Linked DNA regions of Mus musculus: regions 2, 3 and 4 are each linked to region 1. Evidence: chromatin contacts called from public promoter capture Hi-C data. All regions are on one chromosome and are shown on one strand. The core of a region is the stretch at or near the end of the contact, and the rest is flanking DNA. Distances in the headings are between cores, read along the strand shown. Region 1 holds the start of Gch1 (GTP cyclohydrolase 1). Region 2 holds the start of Fbxo34 (F-box protein 34). Region 3 holds the start of Cdkn3 (cyclin-dependent kinase inhibitor 3). Region 4 holds the start of Atg14 (autophagy related 14).

Region 1 (3,222 bases), core at 711-3,210:
TGGGTGCTGGGAATTGAACCTGGGTCCTCTGGAAGAGCAGACAGTGCTCTTGACCACTGAGCCATCTCTCCAGCTCTTCATCTATTTTTTTTAAAAAGTATTTGTTTGTTCGTCTGTTTGTTTATGGGTTATTAAGGCAGGGCTTCTTCTTTGTGTAACCTTGGCTGTCCTGGAACTCTGGAGTCCAGGCTGGCCTTGAACTCAACAGAGATCCATAGGCCCCAGATTCCCCAGTGCTGGGATTAAAGGCGTGTGCCCAGTTTAAGTATTTGTTTTAATAAACAAATTCTTTTTAAAATTATGTATGTGTCTGTGCGTGGGGTTGTGCATGTGATTTCAAGTGCCCGCAGAAGTCAGGGGGATTGGATCTCTTGGAGCTGGTTGTGAGCTGCCTGAGGAAGGTGCTGGGAGCTGGGAAGAGAAGCAAGTGCTCTTAACTGCCGAGCCATTACTCTAGCACCCCTCTTGTCAGTGGTTGGTTTGCCAAGGACCAGTTCTTGGCAGAGTACACACTGTCCGGCTAGAGGGTGTAGCTAGCTGCCCTAGTCCTCTTGCTGATCACCAAATTCAGGGTAATGAAAGAAAACAAGCTTCCCCTAGTCATTGTGAAAGATAAGGTCAGAGCAGGTTAAAACAGCAGAGCAGCGATCTGGCAGCTCACAAATATTATTATCTCCCTAGGCATAGGGGACTCCGGTGAGTGCCATGCACCATAACTCATGCCTTGAGAGAGGCCAGAGGGTTTTCTAGAGTGGCAGGTGTGTGTGTTGTATACATTTTAAACGACTGAACAATTTTCAAGTCACAACTTCTCCAGTCTTTAAAGCAGGAGAGAGGCAGGGCTCATGCTTTTAATCCCACCGTTTGGAAGTGTGAGGCAGGCAGATCATTTGAATTAAAGGCCTTCCTGGTGGTCGACATAGAGAACTCCAGGCCAGACAGAGCTGCACTGTGAGACTTGGTCTCAAAAAGTAAAACAAAGCACAACAAAAGAATGACACCCAGCACTTGGGAGGCAGAGGCAGGTGGATTTCTGAGTTCGAGGCCAACCTGGTCTACAAAGTGAGCTCCAGGACAGCCAGGGCTATACAGAGAAACCCTGTCTCGAAAAAACAAAAAAAAAAAACAAAAAAAAAAAAAACAAAAAAAAGAATGACTCCAGTAGAAGTATAAACAAGGATGGGGGTGAGGGTGTGTGGGACAACGACTCGTGAGCCCTCACCCTAGACAAAGAGCCACAGGTGACCGAGGAATGCTTAGACTGAGGTAATCTTCCCTAGGACAGAGAACACCAATACCAGATTAGCCCCGAAAATGTATACACACAAGAGACATTAACCAGACTGAGCAAGTTGTATTTATATATTTAGAAACACACATACATACATACATAAGAACTGTTAAAAAAAGAGACTGAATGTAAAAGAGAACAAGGTGTGGGGGGGGGCGGGGTGAAGGTATTTGGGAAGGTTTGGAAGGAAGAAAGGGAAAACAGACAGGAAATTATTGTAATCTCGGAAAAAAAAAAGCTAAAAAGAAAAAAAATATTTAAAAAAGAGCACAAGGTTGCTTATCACCAGAATATTTGCTCCACCCTGCCTGCCCCAGCAAGGTCACCTGTTAGTTAGCTCATCTTTCTCAGGGCAACTAGACCACAGCATTTTTGCGAACACGCCCCCTTTTCCGGTGGAAAGTGAGGGAGAATCGGTGTTTCTATCTCGGAGGTTCCAGCTCCCCGGATTCTTGGCTTTTTGTAGACTCAGTTCTTCCTTTTATAAGTCGAGGGGGTCTAACCAGAAGCTTGTCTTGTGTAACTGCGGGGGTTTAGGGGCCACCCAGGAGGGCGGGGCTCAGGGGCGGGGAGAGATCCATGACGCAAGAGGCTCCGGCCAATGAAAATATCTCGCGGCGCCGGCCGAGTCGCCCTGCCATAAAAAGAGAGGCGCGGCGGGGCTCCCCAGCCGGCGACTGCCCTAGACTCCGAGAGTGTCCCTAGGTGCTGAGCCCCAGTCCGGGTGACGGCCACAGGTTACGGCCGCCGGCTAAGCTGAGCCGCAGCGCTTGTTAGCACCCTAGGGTGTCTCGGGAGCGGTCGCGCCGGGTCCATGGAGAAGCCGCGGGGAGTCAGGTGCACCAATGGGTTCTCCGAGCGGGAGCTGCCGCGGCCCGGGGCCAGCCCGCCTGCCGAGAAGTCCCGGCCGCCCGAGGCCAAGGGCGCACAGCCGGCCGACGCCTGGAAGGCAGGGCGGCACCGCAGCGAGGAGGAAAACCAGGTGAACCTCCCCAAACTGGCGGCCGCTTACTCGTCCATTCTGCTCTCGCTGGGCGAGGACCCCCAGCGGCAGGGGCTGCTCAAGACGCCCTGGAGGGCGGCCACCGCCATGCAGTACTTCACCAAGGGATACCAGGAGACCATCTCAGGTCCGTGCGTGCGCCGGGGTGTGCTGGGCGCCAGGAGGCGGCTTCAGGAAGCGTGGGCAGCTCCGGGAACTTTCCCGAGTTGCTTCACTTTTGGCGCAGGGAGCCAAGTTGTCAGGTCCCGGTCCCAGCTGTGGCCCCAGAGCCTCCACCTGGCGGAGGCGAGGGTCCCTCCTGGCTGGCACTCAGGGCTCTGGGGAGGGTGAATGCATAGCCACTACACTGAACTCCGGGGCGGGAAGGGATGTGAGACCCTCTTACCCCAGCGCTCAGAACGCGATTAGGCACGTGCAGCATCCACCGTTCCCCCCCCCCCCCGCAAGGATCCCGTGGACACTTGTTGATGGGACGCGTCTTGCTTTTGGGTGAAGCCAGGTTTCCGTTACACCCCGTGAGCCAAGTAAAGTTAGGTACTTGTAATGGGGTAGGGAACTTCAGAGAACTGGAATTTGCATCCAACTACTCTAGCTTAGGACTTTACACCAAAATTTGGCACAATTCTGGATTCGGACTTCCTAGCAGTTTGAGGTGTGGACTTTTCTTGAGCTAGCATTATTGCTGAAAGTCTTTAATGTTTGCTCCCTCAAAGAATAAAGGGACACTCCACCCCACCCCCGCGCTGATACTCTGATGGTTGAAGTTCACTGGACCTGGGATTCCGTGCTTTTGCCCTCCTAGCCACCCACCTCCACCCCCGCCGCCTAAAATCCACAGTCTGAGCCTGCTGGCATCAAGTCTTTCCCAGCCAGTGACGAGGCAGTTGCTGTGGGTACAGAGGCAGGGTGAAGAGGAAGTGGAAAGCAG
Region 2 (2,959 bases), core at 148-2,647, 280 kb before region 1:
GTCACTACGGGCAGTCAAGAGATGTGTGCTTGACCGCCAGTGCGCCAGTGCTTCTATGCAGGTCTACTATCTTTTCAAAGCCTGAGAAAAATCAACATTCACAAAATCACCTGCTAAAATTTATCATTTCACATTCGGAAGCACTACTGACAAAATGTAAGTCGCCTGACCCCAAAGGTAGTCCTCAGATGTGTTATATTACGTTACAGCCTAGTCTTGGGGTGGGGGTGGGCTGCAAAGCAGAGGCTTATTGCTGAGCTATAATCACAGAAAAAAACAAATGTCCCTGATAAAACGGGGGAGGGGGGGGCAAGAAACACCAGGATAAATTACATCATCGGGGGATTATTATTTAAGAAAAATGTTGGATTGATTCAAGCTCCCCTTCTTTGCAAGACAAAGTTCATTCAAGATCTGCTTGCCTTGGTCATTCGCTAACAAGCAGATCACTGGCAAAAAAAAAAAAAAAAAAGATAAAGCCAACTAAATTATCAGCCCTCCAGTTGGTTCAGCCCCCGCGCACCCTTTCCCAGCAACTGCTACATCAAACCATCAAACTGAGTTTAGCTTCCTGAAGGCACAGTGAACACCCTAATACCCCTTCCACGCCCAACCCCCAAGATCCCTCATATCTAAACCGAATGTCCTTAAACTGTACTACTACCGATGCTCTCCGAAATGAAGTTTAAGCACCTGACAATTATTACATCCAAACTGTACGAAGCCGAGATCCCAAGATTTTGGTTCAAATCTGCTAGGACCGAACTTCCTTTTTCTCCCCGCGGGTCCTCCCAGCCCTTCCGCGCGCCAAGGTCGCCACTCGGGGCCTGCAGTGACATCACGGTCTGTCTCGGTAGAGCCCTGACATCACCCGCACGCCGAGCCTCGGCACTGTGACCTCACCACCGCAGGCTCGCACGCCAGGGCCCCCCGGGGAGGGTGGAGGAGACGCGCCGCTCACCTGCACGGGGACACCCGGAGCCCCGCGCCCCGCACGCAGCCCACCCGCGGCGGCCTAGCTTGGGTCGCCGGACTCCGGGCCCAGGGAGCAGCCGGGCGCACGACCTCGGGGCCAGGCCGCGAGGACGGCTCTCTGGAGGACGCTGCGGCGGCGGCACCCCGAGCACGGCGAGCCGCGGTCCCCGCCCCCAACGTTCGGCCCTGCCGCGGGGAGCAGCGGGAGCCGCCACGGTGTCCACCTGCCCCGCGCCCCGCAGCCCCGCGCCCTCGCCCGGCCCACCTGTGCTTCTGCCGGGCCAGGGCCTGGCCCGGGGCTGCGGCAGCCCGATGCGGCGGCGGCAGGCCTGACTCGCTCCCCGACACTGAGGCGGACCAGGAGCTCAGCGCTGAGCGGCGGAGCCCAACGCTCGCCCCGAAACCCATTTGTTGGCTAAACCGGCGTGACATCACGCGCCGGCCCAATCGACGGTTGCCCGGGGGCGGGGCCGCAAAGCCTGCGTGCGCCAGCGCCCCCTGCGGGCGGCCGCGAGCGCTGTGGGGAGAGATGGGAGCTGCCAGGACAAGCGCCTACAAGCCTGGTGTGGCGGGAGATTGGGGAGTTTGAGTGTCACTGCACAACAAGGACCCTAACCCTAGAGCACAGTTAGAGTGACAAGTTCATTAACACTCCCAGGTGCTCCAGAAGCCTTAATACGTTTGACCCTGTTAGATATCCAACATGTCTGGGTTCTAATCTTGGTTCTACCACTAGCGTATGGTTCTATTTCAATTTTTATTTTTATTTATTTTATTTTATTTATTTATTTATTTATTTATTTATTTAGGAGACAGAGTTTCTCTGTATAGCCCTGGCTGTCCTGGAACTCACTTTGTAGACCAAGCTGGTCTCGAACTCAGAAATCCGCCTGCCTCTGCCTCCCGAGCGCTGGGATTAAAGGCGTGTGCCACCACACCCGGCTCATCTATTTCAAATTTTTAAAATGAGCTATTTAGCAAGCCCATGGCCCTGGGTTTGATCCTGATGTCCTACACACTGGGCATGTTGCTTCATATCTGTAATCCCAGAGTTTGGGAGGTGATGTCAGGTGCGCCACAGGTTCATGGTCACCCTCAATGGCAAAGCAAATTTGGGATCAGCGGGAGCAGGGCGCGGGTCCTCTCTGTTAAGAACACTGGCTGCTCTTCCAGGGGAATTCAATTCCCAGCACACCACAAGGTGGTTCGAAACTTGTCTGTAACTGCAGCCTCATGGAATCAGACGTCTTTTTCTGGCCTCCACAAACACTGCATGCACGGAGACAAAACACTATACACATAAAAAAAATTTTTACAAAAGAATATATTTTCCATAAAATTATGGCAGAAGTACCTACCAGAAAGTACATAAACTTTAAAGTTAAACTGCTAATCTACAAGAGCCTTGTAAACTTATCAGTGAAAGAAAAAAAAAAAAAAACAACAACAACAAGAAGACTCAGCACTTAAGAGCACTAGCTGCTCTTCTAAAGTACCCAGGTTCAATTCTCAGCACTCTCGTGGTGGCTCACAATTATCTGTTACTTCAGTCCCAGGGGATCCAAGACACACATCTGGTGCACACATGTGCAGGCAAAATAGCTATACACACAAAATTTTTTAAACAGCCTCACATCAGAAAATAAAAAACCTCTTGTGAAACGTGTGTGTGAAGTCTTAAAGAATCAAAATGTAGAAATAGGACCAGTGAGATGCTGCAGCAGATGAAGGTACTGACACTAAACCTGACACCCTGAGTTCAATCCCTACGACCCACCTGGTAGGATGAAAAGATGTCCTCTACATGTGGGCCGGAGTATGTGAATACCACCCATACAGACACACACACACACACACACACACACACCACACACACATACACATACACACACACACACAAATACACACACACATACACACATACATACACACACACACACACATACATACACACACACACACACACACACACACACATGCGTGG
Region 3 (3,380 bases), core at 90-2,589, 430 kb after region 1:
CAGCATTGGGGAGACTGAGGCACAAGTTCTAGAGCAGTGGTATACATGGCCAGGCTGGCTCAAAAGAAAACACAATATGGGTGGAAGGGTGGAGGATTGTGTATTCAGTAGAGATGACCCAGAAGAGACAAAGCCAGTGGACACTGCTCATCCCCTTTCTAAAACAAAAACAAAAACAAACAAACAAACAAACAAAAAACCCTTTCCACTCCCTAATTGGAACCATCTGAGATCAGACATTTGAACAACACGTGTATACAAAAATATTAGTTTTAAAGAATGTCAAAAGGAGAAAGTAGACTGCGGCTGTGTGATTCCCACATCCATCCAGATCTACCCCTTCCCAGGCAGCAGTGGACTACAGAGGACTCACTTGTGCTTGCCAGAGGAGGTAGATCTCAAGAGAGGAGGAAATAGCGAGCTCTACGTGTGTTCAGTTCCTCTATACCAGAGGTCAGATAGCTCACTCTTCCTCTGGCAACAATGCAGTCGGTAGGCAGCTGACACAGTGGACACAAGACTTGCAAGAGTAACCACCTGACTGCTTGGCTTTCAAGCTCTTCTAGAAAGGTCTTGCTGGAGGAACAGGTGATAACTGGCTGAAATTATAGATTGCGGTTTCTTTGGATTGCTCTTTGGTATAAAACACAACGGAACCCAAATGAAGCCTTTAAGTGGAGTGTCAGCTATGAGGTAGAAACGATATGTCAGGTGGGGCTTCCAAGTCATGGCTAAGACCCCTTTTCTTTCTCCTATAAAACCAGATTTTAAGCTTGTGTGACTTTTCACTCCACCCCTCTCAGCCTGCTGTGGATAAATGCTAACAGGCTTAGACGTCCCTGCCTTCCTCAGGCCCAGGGATTCTGACCTGCAGGAAACAAGACGCAGTGCCCTGAGCTTTCTGAGGGAGGGTGGCTATCGTGATGTCACTCACAAACGGGGTCGTTACAGCCTCTGCATCTGAGGCATCAAGCCACCCACAACCCCGGCCGTGACAGCCTCTGCATCTGAGCTGTCAAGCTGAATGGCTTGGCCCTCTCTGGCAGGGTCGTCGTGAGGCCCCTCAGGTGGGCAGCGAACCGCAGTGCCACAGATCTGCCACTCAGCCTCCCCGACGCGCAGGGCGGTTACTGTGCGAATCGCACCGCTGGCCGCCCAGCAACGCAGCCGAGGCGGTCCAGCGTCTGGCCCCGTGGCGAGGATCCTTCGGGTCCCGGACAGCCCCACTCACCGGCTTCATCGCGGGTCGCCACTCGCCGTAACCAGTGCCGCCGCCCTCGCAGCCTTTAGGACACCGCCCGCGAAGAGCCCGCCCCCGTCAGTCCATTGGTCCGCCCACGTAGGAGGTGGCGCGGGGCGTTCCAGAAACCAATCATATCCTCGCTCTGTTTCTTACTCCGGGGCCTTGCTCAGCCTCTGACTACTCATTGGTTCAGAGGAAGTCTTTGAAAGACGCGCGGAAGGAGGGCCCGGAAGAAAGGGGATTGGCTTGGAGGGCTCCGCCCCTCCGCCAGTTGAGGGCGTGGACGTGGCGAGAGGCGGAGCGAGGCGAAGTGGTTCCTCACAAGTCCAGCGCTTTGGAGACTTTCTGGACTTAATTTCTGAATGATACCAGGATAGGGAGCATTTTCTTTTAAATTGTTTTAACTTTCAGGGCGTGGTAATTGGTGGAGGAGAGCCTTGCATAGGAGGTGTCCCTGGGAAAACTGACATTGCTGTCATATCTAGTCATGTAGATACTTTGGAGAATACTAAATAAAGAGCATAGGCATACTTGACATTGGATGTTCTGTATGTTCTGGATGTTCCAGGATGTACATAAGTTAATGTGTAGATCAGTCTTCCTGTTCACCAAGTAGGAATGTGCTAATATTGTATGAAAAGGAGATAAAATGATATGGGGGTTGGGGGTGGGGTCGACCTTGTCAGGCTTAATCAGCGCCAATATAAGACTGTTCTGAGCCTGCTACATGGGCGCAAGGAACTGAACTAGGGTCCTCTCTGAGAGGACACGCTCTTTATTGGTGAATCTTCTCTCCATTAACTCCCCTGCCCCCCCCCCCCCACCTTCCATTTTCAGTCTTCATTTAGCTGGCTTTGGGAAAGAAAGTCACCTGGAGCAATAGTATCATGGAATTTGAGAAAAGCAGAAGTTTCCTCTTTTACCCTTATGTCAAAGTCAGTGGGCACAGGGCTAGTAGTTAGGGAAAGAAGACAGCACGATTTGACTTAGAAATAGCATTAGTCACGATCCTTCGGAGAAATAGAAGTTGTGTGTGTGTGTGTGTGTGTGTGTGTGTGTGTGTGTGTGTGTGTGTAAAAGAAATGACTTCGGAATGCTGGTGAGTTCAAAATCTAGTGAGAGGTTAGTGGCTGTTGACTCAGAAGATCAGATCAAAGTTCAAGTTCAAAGGCAGAGTGTTGTGGGGGCCAGGAAGAGTCTGTGCTGTAAATTAACTGTGAAAACCATAAGCTAAAGAATCCTCCTTGTGTTAAGAGAATCTTAGCTTTTGTAATATCCAGGCTTCCAACTTGGAAGACAATCTGCTTTACCCAAAGTCTACCAACTTAAATGTAAATTACATCCCCTAATATTCACAATAGTGTTTTTCTAAATATCTGAGCACCTGGCTTAGCCAGGTCAATGCATGTCTTAGTTAGGGTTTCTCTTGCTGCAACGAAACACCATGACCAAAAAGCAAGTGGGGGAAGAAAGGGTTAATTTAGCTTACACTTGCACATTGCTGTTCATTATTGAAGGAAGTCAAGATAGGAATTCACACAGGGCAGGAACTTGGAAGCAGGAGCTGATGCAGAGGCCATGGAGGAGGGCTGCTTACTGGCTTCCTTCCCCTGGCTTGCTCAGCCTGTTTTCTTATAGCAGGCAGGACCACCAGCCCAGGGATGGCACCACCCACCATGAGCTGGGCTCTCCTCCATTGATCACTACTTGAGAAAATGCCTCATAGCAGATATCCTCAACTGAGACTCCTTCCTCTCTGATGACTCTAACTTGTGTCAAGCTGACACATAAAGCAGGCTAGTACAGTGCACAAAATAACATGGAGACCCTCTGGGATTTTCTGTAGTCAGTGAACAATTTTAGACTCATGCTGTCCATATTGGTTGCTCATATCCAAAATCGAAGATTAAGTTAGAATAACTAAGCAAGAAATGCTACTTTACAGGTACTGTCTTTTTTATTTGTTTGCTTTTTTTTGTTTTTTATTTGTTTTGTTTGTTTGTTTTGGTTTTTTGAGACAGGGTTTCTCTGTATAGCCCTGGCTGTCCTGGAACTTACTTTGTAGACCAGGCTGGCCTTGAACTCAGAAATCTGCCTGACTCTGCCTCCCAAGTGCTGGGATTAAAGGCGTGCGCTA
Region 4 (3,006 bases), core at 440-2,939, 380 kb before region 1:
CTACTGACCCTGTCCTTTCTAAGGCAGACTTCAGTCTCAAGGTGGAGTGTGAGGAAAACATCAGTTGGTACCCAGCAGGCAGCTCTGAGTGCTGGCAGTGTGACTTGGGAGAAAGAGTTCAGACCTTATCAGTGGACACCCTGATGAAGCCATTCTTGAGAATCATTGGTCCAACTGGACCTCCGGCTTTACTTCTGTTCCCTTCTATGGTTTAGAGGCATATCAAAAAAAATTTTTTTTCTGATATAAACCTCCTCTTTCTGAAGAATCTTTTTTTTTTGAAAAAAAAAAAAAAAACCACCCAAATCTTTATTGTATAGAATATATATAAAATCCTCCAAGATGCTACTCTCTCATTTCCCCATCTTCCTCTTCTTCTTCAATGCCTCTGATGTAGAGGACATTATTACACCTTTTTAGAACTTCACCTAGATGTTCAGACAGCTCCCCATCTATGTACTCTTCTGTATTTGCAAGCTGCATGTTCATGTAGCCATCCATGGAGACCAGGTACTCCATGCCCCACTTAAGTTTCACCATCACTGGCTTTCCTGTCAGTCCATTGAGAGAAGTCTTGGGATTGAGGGGTAAACTCATCGCGACCACTGGCGAGCGCTGCACCCCACTAGCTGTCGACCCCGCCGCTGCCCGCCCCTCGTGACGGTGACCGGAGCGGCTGCTGCTACACGCAAGCGACCCGCGCTAAGAGAAAATCCTTTCTGAAGAATCTTAGGAGGAAATCCTAACTATCGAGTTCAAATTCTCTTAGAACATGACCCAGAGGAGAGGGAAGGACAGAAGCCAATAGAACTCAGTTTTCTGGCTGTGCTTACAGCTAGATTTCTGTGATTACACGCTTGAAATCTGTTAGCTCACGAGGCTGCCACAGGAGGACTGGAACTCGAGGGAAATGGAGGCTACGTAGAAGCACTATCCATTAAAAGCTGATTTCAAAAACATTTATCGCCGGGCGTGCGCCCAGCACTTGGGAGGCAGAGGCAGGCAGATTTCTGAGTTCGAGGTCAGCCTGGTCTACAGAGTGAGTTCCAGGACAGCCAGGGCTATCCTGTCTCAAAAAAAAAAAAAAAAAAGAAAAGAAAAGAAAAAAACCCCACATTTATCTTTGATTTACATCTTCAGTTTGTTTGTTTGTTTGTTTGTTTGTTTTTACTGATGTCGGGAGTGTTAGCCTGCTATGGGAGGTTTTTGCTCAACCCTCTCTGGTTATGGAGGTATAGCAAGTATATCCCCAACCAAGACAAAGTCGGGCAGAGGCGTTAAAAGATTTTCTTCAAATTCCACAGCTTTTAAGAAGGAAGGTGAGTCAAACTTCAGTTAGTTTGAGATCCAACTCTCTCCCAACCTTGCTCCTTGCAGTTTTAGCCCAAAACCTAAAAGTAACCTTAATGAATGAAATGAAATCCCTTGTTCTGTTCCCGCACCTTCACTGAGAATGCTTGGGCACTTATTACTGTATTTTGCATAACGTAGAGGCTTCGTTTGGCGCCACTCCAAGGGTTGAACTGCGCAGCCGCCAAGGAGTGTGGGAAGTAGGACAAGAAGATCCCTGGTTCCTAGATTCTCCGCCTCTGAGCTCCAGCCCCAACCTCTGGACCGCCCCCTTTCCCGCCCCGGCCTTCAGGCCCCGCCTCCGAGCCCAGGATGCACCTGGATAAAAACAAAATCCCACGTGACTGGCCCTGAGCTCAGATCATCATGGCGTCTCCCAGTGGGAAGGGATCTTGGACGCCCGAGGCTCCTGGTTTTGGGCCGCGGGCGCTAGCACGGGACCTGGTGGACTCGGTGGACGACGCCGAGGGCCTTTACGTGGCTGTTGAGCGGTGTCCTCTGTGCAACACCACTCGCCGGCGGTTGACTTGCGCCAAGTGCGTCCAGAGCGGTGATTTCGTCTATTTCGACGGCCGCGACCGGGAGAGGTACGGCGGCCGCCACGGCCCTATTGTTTCTGCTTCTCTGATTCCTCTGGCCCAGCCACCAGAGGCTGGAGGCTGGACACCCTAGGCCGGGCCCAGGAGCCCTGCGAGTGTGGAAAAGAGAATGGAGCTGCTTTGCGCTGGCGCTTTGTTGCCAGTGGCAGGGTGGGGGTGGGTGCTAGGTGAACGTAGGTTGCTGTTCCCCACCACCCACCAGAGTTTCTCTAGGGTCCTCTTGGGTACTTGGGGAAAGGAAATACAGTCCTTCTGGAGAAGTCTGTGTAGAGGAGTCTTAGTTCTCCCATTCAGAAGCGTAGTTTTACCTTTTCCCGTCTTCAGACATAAATACATTTTACAGAAGGAATCCGCAGAGAACTAAATTGGTTAGGAGGGCTTGAACCTTGGTTGTCTGTGTCACAGGTGGATACAGCTCTTTGTGAACGAGGACCAGGACTAGGTTACTTCCTTCTGTAATCCCAAAGTTGATTTTGTCACTGGGGATACTGGACTGTGTTTTTGAGTTGCAAGTCCTTAGTTAAAAGAACTGCGTTTAAGGAAATATTTTGTCTTTCTTTTGAATTAAGATATTAGAAAACTGAATGCTTAGCTGAAGAATCTTTTACTCCTAACGTTTGTTTCAACAATAACGAAATAGGTAACTTTTTAGTATGTTTGTTTGAGACAGTGTCTCACTATGTAGCTCTCTCTGGGTGGCCTGGAACTCACTATATAAATAAGACTTGCCTGGAACTCGGAGAGATCCTTCTGCCTCTGCTTCCTGAGCGCTGGGAAAAGTGTGTGTGCTATTATGTCCAGATAAAACAATTTTTTAGTCCTAAATTTGAAGCATTTATTTTTTTACAACAACCCATGCAAGTTATTGCCAGCCGATTACTTGAGGAGACTTGTACGTAGTAAATGCCTTGTTCCAAGGCCCCAAACAGTTAAAACCCAGACATCCTGGATCCATATACGGGTGCATTTAACTGCAAGGCTATGTAACATGTAAATTTTGGGGGTGTTTTAATCCCCATTATTCCTGTGAATGGGGCTCATTTCTTTTTCTTCTGAA

The links. Promoter capture Hi-C pulls out the DNA fragments that hold promoters and counts their contacts. Capture Hi-C pulls out chosen DNA fragments and counts their contacts.
Region 2: a promoter capture Hi-C map of liver shows a contact between it and region 1. The contact joins the promoter of Fbxo34 here to the promoter of Gch1 in region 1. A contact is called at or near these places in 4 of 39 promoter capture datasets (liver, neutrophils and pre-B cells), 2 of 484 Hi-C or Micro-C datasets (CD4 T cells and liver), 2 of 115 datasets of contacts at active chromatin or transcription factors (effector CD8 T cells and memory CD8 T cells) and 2 of 9 other capture datasets (adipose tissue and liver).
Region 3: a promoter capture Hi-C map of pre-B cells shows a contact between it and region 1, with 3 times the contacts expected there. The contact joins the promoter of Cdkn3 here to the promoter of Gch1 in region 1. A contact is called at or near these places in 13 of 39 promoter capture datasets (the 3T3-L1 cell line, the C10 cell line, cranial neural crest and 8 more), 1 of 484 Hi-C or Micro-C datasets (B cells), 2 of 115 datasets of contacts at active chromatin or transcription factors (bone marrow-derived macrophages and memory CD8 T cells) and 3 of 9 other capture datasets (adipose tissue, embryonic stem cells and liver).
Region 4: a contact with region 1 is called in a promoter capture Hi-C map of adipose tissue. The contact joins the promoter of Atg14 here to the promoter of Gch1 in region 1. A contact is called at or near these places in 3 of 39 promoter capture datasets (fetal liver and liver), 2 of 115 datasets of contacts at active chromatin or transcription factors (bone marrow-derived macrophages and memory CD8 T cells) and 2 of 9 other capture datasets (adipose tissue and liver).

What each region holds. Positions count from the first base shown.
Region 1 is chr14:47,188,151-47,191,372 of GRCm38.p6, reverse strand. It overlaps Gch1 (GTP cyclohydrolase 1), which reads left to right and starts at 1,960. Exons shown (of 6, transcript NM_008102.4): 1 at 1,960-2,421. The coding sequence starts at 2,106.
Region 2 is chr14:47,470,999-47,473,957 of GRCm38.p6, reverse strand. It overlaps Fbxo34 (F-box protein 34), which reads right to left and starts at 1,397. Exons shown (of 3, transcript NM_001146086.1): 1 at 1,241-1,397.
Region 3 is chr14:46,758,500-46,761,879 of GRCm38.p6, reverse strand. Cdkn3 (cyclin-dependent kinase inhibitor 3) reads right to left here and starts at 1,339. Exons shown (of 8, transcript NM_001360041.1): 1 at 1,232-1,339. The coding sequence starts at 1,240.
Region 4 is chr14:47,567,117-47,570,122 of GRCm38.p6, reverse strand. It overlaps Atg14 (autophagy related 14), which reads left to right and starts at 1,689. Exons shown (of 10, transcript NM_172599.4): 1 at 1,689-1,937. The coding sequence starts at 1,717. It also overlaps the pseudogene Gm6616.